Regions from separate parts of the Mus musculus genome. Here all the other regions are linked to region 2. A link is a contact called in public HiChIP or PLAC-seq data. All regions are on one chromosome and are shown on one strand. Each heading gives the region's core, a stretch centred on a gene start, on an enhancer-like site or on the middle of the called end of the contact. The rest is flanking DNA. Distances are from core to core; before and after follow the strand shown.

Region 1 (3,970 bases), core at 1,005-3,504, 290 kb before region 2:
ACTGGTCTGGGTGGTCCCCTAGACTCTGACAACAGTGGGCAGTTGGGAGCAGAAATGGGGATCAGGGGGTCTAGGGTGATCCACAGGACCCCGGGATAGACAGATAGGCTCCATTCTAGGACAGGTAGTAACATCATTTCCATTGTCACAGTGCTGGGTGTTATGGGTACTCCCCCACCCCCCAGCTGAGGACCTCCCCGAAGCTGAGGACTGAACCCAGGGCCTTGTGCTTGCTAGGCAAGTGCTCTACTACTGAGCTAAATCCCCACCCCAGTGGGTACTTTTTAATAGATGGTTATGATTGAAAGACCAGCTCAAAGTAGCCCCAGCTCTAACCTCTAAGCTGAGTCTACGCCTGAAGTCCCAGCGGGACTTACAGTTTGTGGTGTTGCAACCTCTCTCCCTAGAAGTAGGTCTGTCCACTCTGTCCTTCAGTAGTCCTGGTCACTAAGCCAGAATGAAAGCAAGAACCAAGAACCCCAAGTTCGTTAGTCACTCAGGGAGTGTGGCCACTGTAATCAGTGCCACAGGTAACTGGGTCCTGTGGGACATGGGAAGACTGTGTAGGCAGACTGAGGGTGGAGATAGAGATTGGGCTAAACGACCAGGTGCTAACCAGGTGGGGGACACCCTGAGCAAAGTCACCAGGGGCAGCAGGGCTTGCTCCATCTGTGGCGAGACCACCACCACCACCACCACCACCACCCCACCACCCCGCAGGTAGAAGTGCTACTTAGTATCTAGGCTTCTAATTTGTCTGCAGTTCCTGGTTGCCAAGGGCAACAGGAGTGGTGCCGTGATCATTTCCCACAGTCATCCAATCTGACCTGAAGGGCAAGGATGTCAGTACCTAACTGTCCACCAGGAAAAGGCTCCCCACAGAGTCACCAAGCCCCAGGGGACAAGCTGAGGCTAAGAGCTAAATGTCAGGATCCCTGGTTCCCTGCTGTATTTCCCAGGTGTGACCTAGCCCTTAGCTCAGGGGTTCCTGGCCACTGGAGGGTGTCTGGGAGTGGGGTGGACCAGTCAGACTTCAGAGAGGACAGAATGGGAGTGATTCTAACTCTTATCAGCTGAAACCAGAGCAGACATCCTGCCTCCACCCTGCCATCTGATAATAAATGTTCTTTTCGCCAGATTGGCCACCGGCACCCAGCCTCGGCCTCCACTGTCTGTGCATTCCTCTCACTGTTGTGTAGATAATTTGTATGTGTGTTATATATGTGCTTTTTATATTTCACCGCATGTAGTATTACATGTGTGCGAGTCAGCCCATGCGTGTGGGTGTGCTTGTGACCCCATTTTACCGACGAGACACTGAGAGAGTCCACATGGTTACAGGATGCGCCCCAAACGAGACCGGGTTTTGGAAAGGGCACCTAAACTGTGGGCCCCAAAGTCCTTCAGGCTTGCTCCCTCCCCCTCCAGTGTTTTCTGGGCTCATCTGCCTCTTCCTCTTCCCTCCAGGACACCCCATCTTGAGAAGAGTTGAGGAGGAGGCCACTGCTGTGTGGGGAGCCAGGGCTTAAGCTTGAGCAAAGTTCCCTCTGAGCCTCAGTTTTCTCATCTAGAAGATGGGGCTGATAATGGGGACCAGTGCATTATACAGCACCAGGGACTCTGTCACTGACCAGAGAGGAAGGAGTCTTGACAGAGCATCCCCACGGGGAGGCGAGGAGAAGGACTGTGGCAGGCCTTGCCTCGCACCCTTCAGGCCCAGGAGGTGGCCCCCAGCCACACTCACCATCTGCAGCATATCTGAGGCTGGCGGGGACACCTGGGCACGGTACTGGTTGTGAAGATCCACCATAGTTTGCTTCTCGTCCTCTGTGAGGGCTGTGGTGGGGCCAGTGGCAATCAGCAGCAGCAGGAGGAGCAGTGGCGGCGGCAACATCACCCACGGGCTGCAGGAACCGTGCATGGTGGCCAGCCCTCTCTGCCTCTCCTGATCAGGGGTCTGGCAGCTGGACTTAAAGTCCTTCCCACACAAGCACCACCCTGGCTGGGGTGGGGCAGCAGGGGCTGTGTCTGGAGGCCCAGCCCGGCTCACACAATGTCTCCAGGAGGGCTGGGTGCCTTGGGTCTGGACCAGAGCAGAATCCACTCCCCTGGAGTCCTTGGCAACAGCCTCCTTTTCTCTCAGTAAAGGGCTCAGGCCAAAGGCTATATGAGCTCCACCATCCCTCCTGAGGGGGACAGATCCTCAGGGGACACAATTCCAGAAGCAGCTGCAGCGCTGTGCTGTGGCATTCAGTCACTACTAAGTGCAGAGGACAGAACAAAGAAGGAACCTTACAGACCTGCCCCTACAGGATTGGGTAAGATGAGGAAGCTGCCAGTACCACGGAAAGAGCAAGGGAGGGAGAGATGATGCAAGGGTCATGACAGCAACATTAAGTGCCCACCCCAGGTCCTCTGCAAGAGCAGCAGGCGCCCTTGATTGCTGAGCTGTCTCTCCAGCCCCAGGAGAGCCTTCTAAACAAGAGGATGAATATCCACAGGAACAGGAAAGAAGTCAGGGGGTGTGGAGGTCTCTCGTTTGTCTCAGACAAGTTCTTCATTATGTAGCCCAGGTTAGCTGCTCTCTAATTGCTATGTCTCCGCAATTATATTTATTTACTTAATGTATGTGAGTGCTCTATCTGCATGTACACCTGCATGGCAGAAGAGGGCATCAACTCATTTGTAGATGGTTGTGATCTACAGATGGTAGATGCATGTATAGATGGTGTTCCTATCATGTATGTGGGTACTGGGAATAGAACTCAGGTCCTCCAGAAGAGCAGCCAGTGCTCTTAACAGCTGAGCCATCTCTCCAGCCCTCCTCTCTCCCCCTCCTTCCCTCCTCCTCCTCTGTTTTTAAAAAGATGTTCTCTAGAGGACATGCCACATGGAATTGAAGTCCCTGGCAGCACACATCTATGAGCACTGGAGGGGGAACAGCTTAAGAGTGAACAAAATTTATGTAGCGTGTAATTATTAAAAAAAAAAAAAATCGGGGGCTGGTGAGATGGCTCAGCAGTTAAGAGCACTGACTGCTCTTCCAGAAGTCCTGAGTTCAATTCCCAGCAACTACATGGTGGCTCACAACCATCTGTAATGGGATCTGACGCCCTCTTCTGGTACTGTCTGAAGACAGCTATTGTGTACTTAGATAAAATAATAAACTTTTAGGGTGGAGCAAGCAGGTCAACTGGAGTGAGCAGGGCCGACCAGAGCACAGAGGTCCTGAATTCAAATTCCCAGCAACCACATGATGGGTCACAACCATCAGTACAGCTACAGTGTACTTATATACATAAATAAATAAATACATACATACATACATACATACATACATCTTTTTTTTTCCCCCTGAGACAGGGTTTCTCTGTATAGCCCTGGCTGTCCTGGAACTCACTCTGTAGACCAGGCTGGCCTTGAACTCAGAAATCTGACTGCCTCTGCCTCCCAAGTGCTAGGATTAAAGGCGCTTGGCCTGGCCCAGGCTAACCTTTTTTTTTTTTTTAATTAGATATTTGTTTGTTTTCCTTCTGATGGATGTTTGTCCCTCACCTCTAATACAAATGCTGCTTGGTCAGTCTTTGCACACATCTATCTTTGAGGCTCTCTGATGCCTTCCTTTCTGTTGCCCACTGTGGTGGACGGTCTGTGATGCCAAACCTAAGCTCCTTGGCAGCCAGCAAGACTAATGCTTTTTTTTTTTTTTTTTTTTTTTTTTTTTTTTTTTTGGTTTTTCGAGACAGGTTTCTCTATGTAGTCCTGGCTGTCCTGGAACTCACTCTGTAGACCAGGCTGGCCTCGAACTCAGAAATCTGCCTGCTTCTGCCTCCCAAGTGTTGGGATTAAAGGCGTGAGTCACCACTGCTCAGCAGGCTAATGCTTTTTAAACAGCACTTCCTATCTTCCTATCCAGCAACATAGTTGGCTCCAATGGTCCGTGTTCATCTGAGCACAGCTCCTCACTGGG
Region 2 (4,068 bases), core at 685-3,184:
TTCTAAACACTTCTCTAATAAGCAGTTAAAATTCTCCAAGCAGCCAAACCATGTGCTATTGTTCTAAGAAAAGTGTCTCACTGTAGATAGGCCAGGCTAGCCTGGCTCTCAAGGACTAAGACAACTGTGAGTCACCACACCTGGCTCCATTTGTTTTCCAAGCATATATTCAAGTCTCAATGTGGTTCAGTGGTGGGGAGCTTGTCTAGCATGCAACTGAAACTTAATCCCCAGAACTACAGACACAATGAAAAACATGTCAAAGCCTCACTACAGCACTGCTCTCAATAGTGAAAGCTGTGCCAATCTAAATGACTACCAGGAGATGGAGATCTAGAATGTGACACAGTATTCAGGAATATACTGTCTACTACTAAGTTTAAAAGTCTTGAAAACATTCTAAAACCAGAAAAGGCCATTACAATTCCCTACATGTGAAATGCTTGAAATGGAAAATCCAGACACTTAAAAGAAATCCCAAGGAGAGGCAGGGAATTCTGAGAAGGCCGGCACTACAGAAAAAGGAATGCAGAAGTTGAAGCATAACTTACCCTGTCTCAAAAACTAAGTGCATCAGGAAGGTGGTGTGCGCACGCACACACACACACCTTTGATCCCAGCACTCTGAAGGAGGAGGGAAATGATGAGTTGGAGACCAGATCTAAAAAAGTTGAGTAAACCAAGACAGCCAGCCTGATTTACAGCAAGAACTGTCTCAGGAACAAACAAAAATAAATATCTTGGAACCACACAAAGGTTCCACAACAAAACTATCATAGCTAGGAAGGCAAGCATGCTTGTGGCTCAACAGGCTAGAGGAATGACAGTTATGAAGTTTGCTAGTGACCCCCCGTCTTTTAGTAAAAAGTGCATAAAAGTAAATGTTGAGGTCTGCTAGGCATGTAGTGGCCTGCACCGTGCACCCTAAACTCCTGCGTAAAAGAATCTTTACTAAAAGGACATACAACATACAACCTTGAGGACATACACTCAGTAAGTCTTCAACTTCACACTTCCGAAATGAAAACCCTACTTAATAAGCCATTTAAGTGTCTTCCCTACTATACACCATAATGTTCAAACCGACTATTATCAAACTAAAAAATTTAACCCTATTTTGCCGTGACCCCACCCTGTGCCCAAGACTCAGTTGAGCGACCAAGCCATTCCGCGAAAATTAAAAAAACAAACAAAAAGACAAATGAAACTCATCCATCCCCGGTTTTCACACCTGTTAAAAGCAAATAGGTCAAAGAAAAACCCAACTCAAAGTGAACTATGATTTACATTAAGAAACGCAGCCTCATTAGAAAAGATTTTTAAAGCAAACACCAAGTCGGCATAAAAAAAAGATGAGACTGTAGGGGCTCAGTAAATACGAAAAGACCTGTCTTAAAAAATATATACAAAGTCCTCAAGACACTATACCAAGAAAACCAGGAGCAAGGAAGAAAAAGGCGCCATCAAACTAAAGGCCGCGACGTGGAGAATTCATTTAGAGATCTACCCCACACACACACACACACACACACACACACACACACACGCCGGCCACACCCCAGCCTGGAGCAATCCCTCTCCGAGCCTTCCTCCAAAGGACAAAAGATTAAGTCCGGGATTTACAGACTTGGAAGCATCTTCAACATTGCCCGGGGCCCCAGCCGCCGCCCGGGACCGAAAGTCACAAAATGGCGGCGGCGCCCCTTTGTCTCAATCTGGTGCCGCCATTGCGCCCGGCCCCACCTCGAGTCTGCGGAACTCCACCTCCCTCCCTCCACCTCCCTCCCTCCGTTCGCCGGTCCCTTACCGAGATCCTGGGTTCAAAAGGCCCAAGCTCAAATCCTAACGCTCCGACAGGCCCACCCGCTTCCCTCTGGTTCTGCTCCTACAGATTCTCGGTCTCGCGGCGTCACGAAATGGCGGACCACCACCGTCCCCTCGCCCTATTTATAGCACCCTGCTCTGCCACATGACCTGACCAGATCACCCAATCAGAGGCGGCGCAGGCTGTGACGTAAGCGCTACAAACGCTGCGAGAAACCGCGGTTACTGGGAGCGCGCGCCGGCCGTTCCGTCAGGTGGGTGGGGTACGCGCGGTGGCGCGAGCTCGTCGCCGCGTGCCGGCTTGTCCCGCAGATGCGGCGCTCGGCCCGGCCATCCCCGCGAGCCGCGCAGACGCCCCCTCTCCTCCACTTCCGCCTAGGCTGCAGCCGAATAAAGCTGTCCAGACTCTGCCGCCATTAATCCCGGGCGATGGCGGCTGCAGCCGCGGGCTCGGGTCAGAGTGAAACATGGACGCTTGCTTCCTCGTTGTGGGGCATCCATCGCAGACTAAGGAGCCTTATAGTCGCTCTCAAGGTCACCGAGCTTGGGCGACTTAACTGGTACCCCACGGTGCCCGGTCTGCGCCCCGATGCAGGGTAGAGCCTGCAAAGTTTGCTCAACTTTCGCTTTCCCGCCTCGCCCAAACCGCGCGCGCGGCAAATGCGACTTGATGAGGCTGCATGAAAAAACAAAAAAAAAAACAAGACAAACGGTCACAGGGCTCACTTTCCCAGGAGGAGAGCAAGGTTTTGCATAGGTTGCCTTTACGCTCTGAGCACGCAGCTCCGCCATGCAGATGCTAGGAGGGGCACCTGCGGCCTTTGTAAGGGCTTTGCTCTGGCTGCCAGACCTGTGGGTCTCCCTGGGCCTCTACACACAGACCCCAGGATAGCTGAATACCCTCGTTTGACAAGCCACATCGTTTGCCTCCAGCTCCCAGACGTATCCTCGGCCTGGCCCCCCTCAGGCTACTCTGATTTATTGGGGAGACTTAGTTGTTTCTGCTTCCAAGAAAGGTCAAAATATTAACCAGTTTTTCAGACACAACTCTAATGCTTTTGTTCCCCTAAGGGAGTTGTGGTGCAGGCTACAGTTGTTAAACCTGTTTTTGTTGTGACCTTCAGAAGATTCTAGCAAAACTTCATTTCCTTCTAGATCTTTTTTTTTCTTTCTGGGTTAGACATGCCTAGTATAGTAGTAATGGGGCTCATTTGAACGTCCTTTTGTCTTTTTCCTCTCCTCCCTGCCTCATAATCTCAGCTCTTGGCCCAAGGGAACAGGAGTCGAACTTTATGTTCATACATTTAGTGAGTTCTAGGCCAGAAAGAACTTCTTGAGATACTTTCTGAAAAACAACAAAAAATCTGATGTATCTAAATGACTTGTGATATTCTCTGTTCCAAAATTTTTTGGTTTGTAAAACAAACAAGTAATGACTACCAGGCTGGTGAGATGGCTCAGTGGGTAAGAGCACCCGACTGCTCTTCCGAAGGTCAGGAGTTCAAATCCCAGCAACCACGTGGTGGCTCACAACCATCCGTAACGAGATCAGACTGGAGTGTCTGAGGACAGCTACAGTGTACTTACATATAATAAATAAATAAATAAATCTTTAAAAAAAAAAAAAAAGTAATGACTACCTTTAATCCCAGCACTTGGGAGGCAGAAAGCAGGTGTCTGGTCTACATAGTTCCAGGACAGCCAGAGCTACATAGAGAGACCCTGTCTCAAAAAAAAAAAAAAGTAAATAAAAATTAAAATTTCACCAGGCGTGGTGGTGGCGCACACCTTTAGTCCCAGCACTTGGGAAAGAGACGGGCAGATTTCTGAGTTTGAGGCCAGCCTGGTCTACAAAGTGAGTTCCAGGACAGCTGGGACTATACAGAGAAGCCCTGTCTCGAAAAAAAACAAAAGAAAAAAGAAAAAAAATAGATTTATTTATTTTATATATGTGAGTACACTGTAGCTGTCTTCAGCAACACCAGAAGAGGGCATCAGATCCCATTACAGATGGTTGTGAGCCACCATGTGGTTGCTTGGAATTGAACTCAGGACTACTTGAAGAGCACTGAGTGCTCTTAACTAGCTGAGCCATCTCTCCAGCCCTTGGTCTCGGTTCTTGAGGAGCAGAGGAACTGAGTCACACTCTAGCACACAAGGAAGGCCCCACCCCCATCGCCACTACAACCCCATCCCTCACCACTCCATACCCAGCCCTTCCTGTCCCATCTCCTCATGGTGACT
Region 3 (4,159 bases), core at 1,637-4,136, 480 kb before region 2:
CTATCCTGGGACTCTCTCTGTAGACCAGGCTGGCCTCGAACCTACAGAGATTCATTCACCTGCCTTGGCCTGTGAAGGTGTGTGTCTCCCATTTTCTTTTCTTTTTAAGATTTATTTTATGTATGTGAGTACACTGTTGCTCTCTTCAGAAAGAAGAGAAGAGGGCTTCCAATCCCGTTATAGATGGTTGTGAGCCGCCATGTGGTTGCTGGGAATTGAACTCAGGACCTCTGAAAGAGCAGTCAGTGCTCTTAACCGCTGAGCCATCTCTCCAGCCCCATGTGCCTCCCATATTCTCCACTCTATCACCTTCTGGGGAAGCCTTCACACTTCCACTAAGGCTGCTTCTGTTAGGGAGGCCCTCCCACTTCTACTCCTGACCTCTCCAGCCCCACCCCATCTCCGCAGCCTGTCACAGGTGGCTACCCCCTCTTCGGCCAACAAGTGTCGCTCTTGGCTCACGGACTCCAATCTAGCTGGCTCCTGCTTCTTCCCTTTCTACCACCCTTCCTCCCCTGGCTTCAGTCCCCAGGCCTCAGTCCCACCTCCCCTGGGCTTCACTCTGCACTGATGACCCAAGCCCTCCCCCATCCCTTCGGTTTTGACCTCTCTGAAATCCACTTTGTTTATGTAACTGCTTCCACTAAGACCGGTCCACCGGTCACGGAGCTCAGCAAGAGCAGGTCAGTACCTATGCCCTGGGAACAAACAGAGCCTAGCAAAGAGATAAGCGGTCGCTTACAAGGTGAGGGTCAGAGGAGAGAATCGATTCCCACAGGTTGCCCTCTGACCCCAGCCCTCTCACGGTGGATGGCCAGCCCACATCCATACATTCGCACTCATGAGTAAATGAGTGTAATTTTATCTTTTTTGTTTGGTTGGTTGGTTTTTGGTTTTTCGAGACAGGGTTTCTCTGTATAGCTCTGGCTGTCCTGGAACTCACTCTGTAGACCAGGCTGGTCTCGAACTCAGAAATTCACCTGCCTCTGCCTCCAGAGTGCTGGGATTAAAGGCGTGCACCACCACGCCCAGCCGTAATTTTACATTTTAATGCAAAGTCTATTTATGAGGCTTACTGTTGGGGACGGGTATAGTGGCACAGGCCTTTCACTCTAGGGCTCAAGCCACAAAGGTAGGTCAGCCTGATCCCCATGGAGAGTTCGGGGACAGCCAGGACTACACAGAGACCCAGACTCAAAACAAATGAACGCGCTTGTCTACTCCAAGGATCTGACGCTGCTGCCGTCTGGCTTTGAAAGGTACCCGAGCTCGAGCACACATGTGCACATGCAGACACACACATAATTTACAATTTAAAAAAGGGAGCTAGAGAGGTGGCTCAGCGGTTAAGAGCACTTACTGCTCTTCCAGAGGCCCTGAGTTCAAATCCCAGCAACCGCATGGTGGCTCACAACCATCTCTAATGAGTTCTAATGCCCTCTTCTAGTGTGTCTGAGAAGAGCTACAGTGTACTCACATACATAAAATAAGTAAATCTTTAAAATAAAATAAAATAAGTCACTGGATGGTGACTTATTTTAAGTCACTTTTAATATTAAGCACTTGGGAGGCAGAGGCAGGCAGATCTCTGAGTTGGAGGCCAGCCTGGTCTACAGAGAAAGTTCCAGGACAGCCAGGGCTACACAGAGAGACCCTGTCTCCAAAGTAAATAAATAATAAATAAATAAATAAATAAATAGATAAATTAGTCTTGACTAGGTTGGAGCCCCTGCCTTTAATTCCAGGGCTCTAGAATTAGAAGCACACCCAGGGCCTTTTTGCAGTCAAAGCCAGCCCATTCTACATAGTTTCAGGCCAGCCAAGCTATACAGTGTAACCCTGTCATTCATATATATATGTATATGTATATATATATATGAATGACATCTCTTTGTTTGCTAGGAAGAACTAGTGTGCTGCGGAGCACATATGGAAATCTCCTTCCACCACACAAGTTCCAGGATTGACCACAAGTATCTTTATCCACTAAGCTCTCACCACCTGAAAAGCTCTTGTTAACACCGTATAGACTTCAGTGCTGGTGGTACCAAGACAGAGCCCCAGAGTTGGTAGTCTCCCTACAGAGAGGTTCCTTTGGCTGGGAACTTATAGTTAGATCTCAAACCCAGGACAAATGACTACCAGAGGTGCCTATTTAACATAGCAAAGCAACCCTGGCCCCAGGTTCTCCCAGCATCCCTCAGTCCCTGCCTGTTACAGGGCATGGCTGGCATACCCTAAATTTCTCCAGCCCAGAGGCTGGGGTGTTCTTCCCCAGCTGCCTTCCCTAGATAGCGCAGCCATTTTGGAAACTTGGCCTTACTCTTCCAGCCCTCTGTTCCCCTTTGCTCCCCTCTCCTCCCAGGGCCAGGTCTTGTTCACTCTGGACTCTCCAGGACTTCCCAGCTGCTGGCTCTCTCCCTCGCATCTACAATAAACCTCCTCTTCCACCATACCTACGAACACTGGTATCTTCTTTATTTTTTATTTTCTTTTTAAAGATTTATTTATTTATTTTATGTATATTAGTACACCATTGCTCTCTTCAGACACAGCAGAAGAGGGCATCGGGTCCCATTACAGATGGTTGTGAGCCTCCATGTGGTTGCTGGGAATTGAACTCAGGACCTCTGGATGATCAGTCAGTGCTCTTAACCGCTGAGCTAATCTCTTCAGTCTTATTTTCAATTTTTCATTCACTAATGTTCGCAAACATCAGTCCCCAAGTAGTTGGATCCTACCAATAACCAGAAAGCGACTTAGAAGGCACTTCCTCTCAGAGTCAGCTGGCCAGAGAGTCGACCTCAGGTGAGAGGGCCTGGGTTCTCACAGGAACTAAGGCACACTAACCACAAACGGTCTTAACTTCTGACCTCAAGGGTCATTCCCTCTCCGCCTGTCGCTCACACCAGGAGTTCCAAGGTCACTGAGCTAAGTGAAGCGCAGCCCTGCACGTTCTGATGTGACATCAATGACAGTTACCTCATCTGTCTTCCTCTTCTCCTTTTCTTTTTTTTCAGGAACTTGAAGATAGCTCAGGTAGACTGACATCCTTGACCCCTGACTGCTGCGTGTTATGACCTGTGGGTGACCTTTGACTCTGGCTAACCAAACCTCCACCCTTACTTCTAGCACGCTAAAAGCCCACACTTCCTACCAAGAGCAGTGAAGTTGGTTTACCATGTACAGACCAAAAGCTACCTTAGTTTCCCTCCACCTCCAACCACCCTGCTCCATTCCACAAATCCTCTAAATGCTAGGAAGAAATAAATAAATAAATTCTAGGCGGCTGGGTGGTGGTCCTGTACACCTTTAATCCCAGCACTGGGGAGGCAGAGGCAGGTGGAGTTCTGTGTGTTTGAGGCCAGCCTCGTTATCAGTGTGAGTTTCAGGACAGCCAGGGCTACACAGAGAAACCCTGTGCTGGAAAAAAAAAAAAGTTCTAGGCTACCCTAGGATACATGAGACTCTGTCTCCAAACAAACAAGAGCCCAAGAATAGTGGCTGTCTAGTGCCTTTAATCCTAGCACTTGGATGAAAACAGATCTCTATGAATCTATTGCCTGGTCTACAGAGCGAGTTCCAGGCCAGCCAGCCAGTGAGACCCTGTCTCAAAAACCCAAACAACAAAGCCCCCTTAAGTGTCTTGGCAGAGGCTTGTCTGTAGGGTGCTTAGGGTACACAGAACAAACCAGTCAGGAGCTGCATCTGCAATAGCCTAAGCAAGGCAGGGTGATGAGGGGATGGGGCCTGGGGTAGAGGCAGTGGCTGGTGAGGAATCCGGAACTAGGATGGATAGAATTTATTAAGAGGAAGGCTACAGGCTGGGAGAGAACCCAGAGGTGCTGGGGTGGGGTGGACTTATAGGAAACAGGAGTGCAGAAGGGCTTTGTGAGAAGTTAGGAGTTAGCCCAGAGATGTGCAAGTGGAACCACCTTATAAGAACCAGGAGTGTAGAGGGGCTGGAGAGGTGGCTCAGTGGTTAAGAGCACTGACTGCTCTTCTGAAGGTTCTGAGTTCAAATCCCAAGCAACCACATGGTGGCTCACAACCATCTTTACTTATTTATTATAATAAATAAATCTTTGGGCCAGAGCACTCAGGGACTGAGAGGACAAGCAGAGGTCCTAAATTCCCCAGCAACCACTTGAAGGTTCAC

Evidence for each region. HiChIP or PLAC-seq counts read pairs in DNA pulled down with a chosen protein or histone mark.
Region 1: an H3K4me3 HiChIP or PLAC-seq map of the SCID.adh cell line shows a contact between it and region 2, with 9 read pairs. The contact joins the promoter of Pi16 here to the promoter of Srsf3 in region 2. A contact is called at or near these places in 1 of 39 promoter capture datasets (embryonic stem cells), 1 of 15 datasets of contacts at CTCF or cohesin (large pre-B cells), 1 of 484 Hi-C or Micro-C datasets (embryonic stem cells), 3 of 115 datasets of contacts at active chromatin or transcription factors (the SCID.adh cell line, embryonic stem cells and memory CD8 T cells) and 4 of 9 other capture datasets (adipose tissue, embryonic stem cells, liver and 1 more).
Region 3: an H3K4me3 HiChIP or PLAC-seq map of fetal liver shows a contact between it and region 2, with 3 times the contacts expected there. The contact joins the enhancer-like site here to the promoter of Srsf3 in region 2. A contact is called at or near these places in 5 of 39 promoter capture datasets (the 3T3-L1 cell line, the C10 cell line, the HPC-7 cell line and 2 more), 4 of 15 datasets of contacts at CTCF or cohesin (embryonic stem cells, large pre-B cells and pro-B cells), 36 of 484 Hi-C or Micro-C datasets (B cells, the Ba/F3 cell line, CD4 T cells and 21 more), 17 of 115 datasets of contacts at active chromatin or transcription factors (the 230-238 cell line, astrocytes, bone marrow-derived dendritic cells and 13 more) and 2 of 9 other capture datasets (embryonic stem cells and liver).

What each region holds. Positions count from the first base shown.
Region 1 is chr17:29,317,166-29,321,135 of GRCm38.p6, reverse strand. It overlaps Pi16 (peptidase inhibitor 16), which reads right to left and starts at 2,254. Exons shown (of 7, transcript NM_023734.3): 1 at 1,745-2,254. The coding sequence starts at 1,921. It overlaps Gm46603 (a long non-coding RNA gene), which reads left to right. Exons shown (of 4, transcript XR_003952339.1): 4 at 1-1,352.
Region 2 is chr17:29,030,526-29,034,593 of GRCm38.p6, reverse strand. Srsf3 (serine and arginine-rich splicing factor 3) reads right to left here and starts at 1,934. Exons shown (of 6, transcript NM_013663.5): 1 at 1,808-1,934. It overlaps Gm16196 (a long non-coding RNA gene), which reads left to right and starts at 1,971. Exons shown (of 3, transcript XR_876716.2): 1 at 1,971-2,078.
Region 3 is chr17:29,509,643-29,513,801 of GRCm38.p6, reverse strand. No RefSeq gene overlaps it. Among named protein-coding and RNA genes, the nearest start is that of Gm26885, 20 kb to the right of the region's middle. Within about 2 kb of position 2,886, at least 59 of the 459 cell types and tissues checked have an H3K27ac peak or open chromatin away from gene starts, as enhancers often do. A contact at or near this core is called in the 230-238 cell line, B cells, the G1E-ER4 cell line and 6 more, where this site is marked.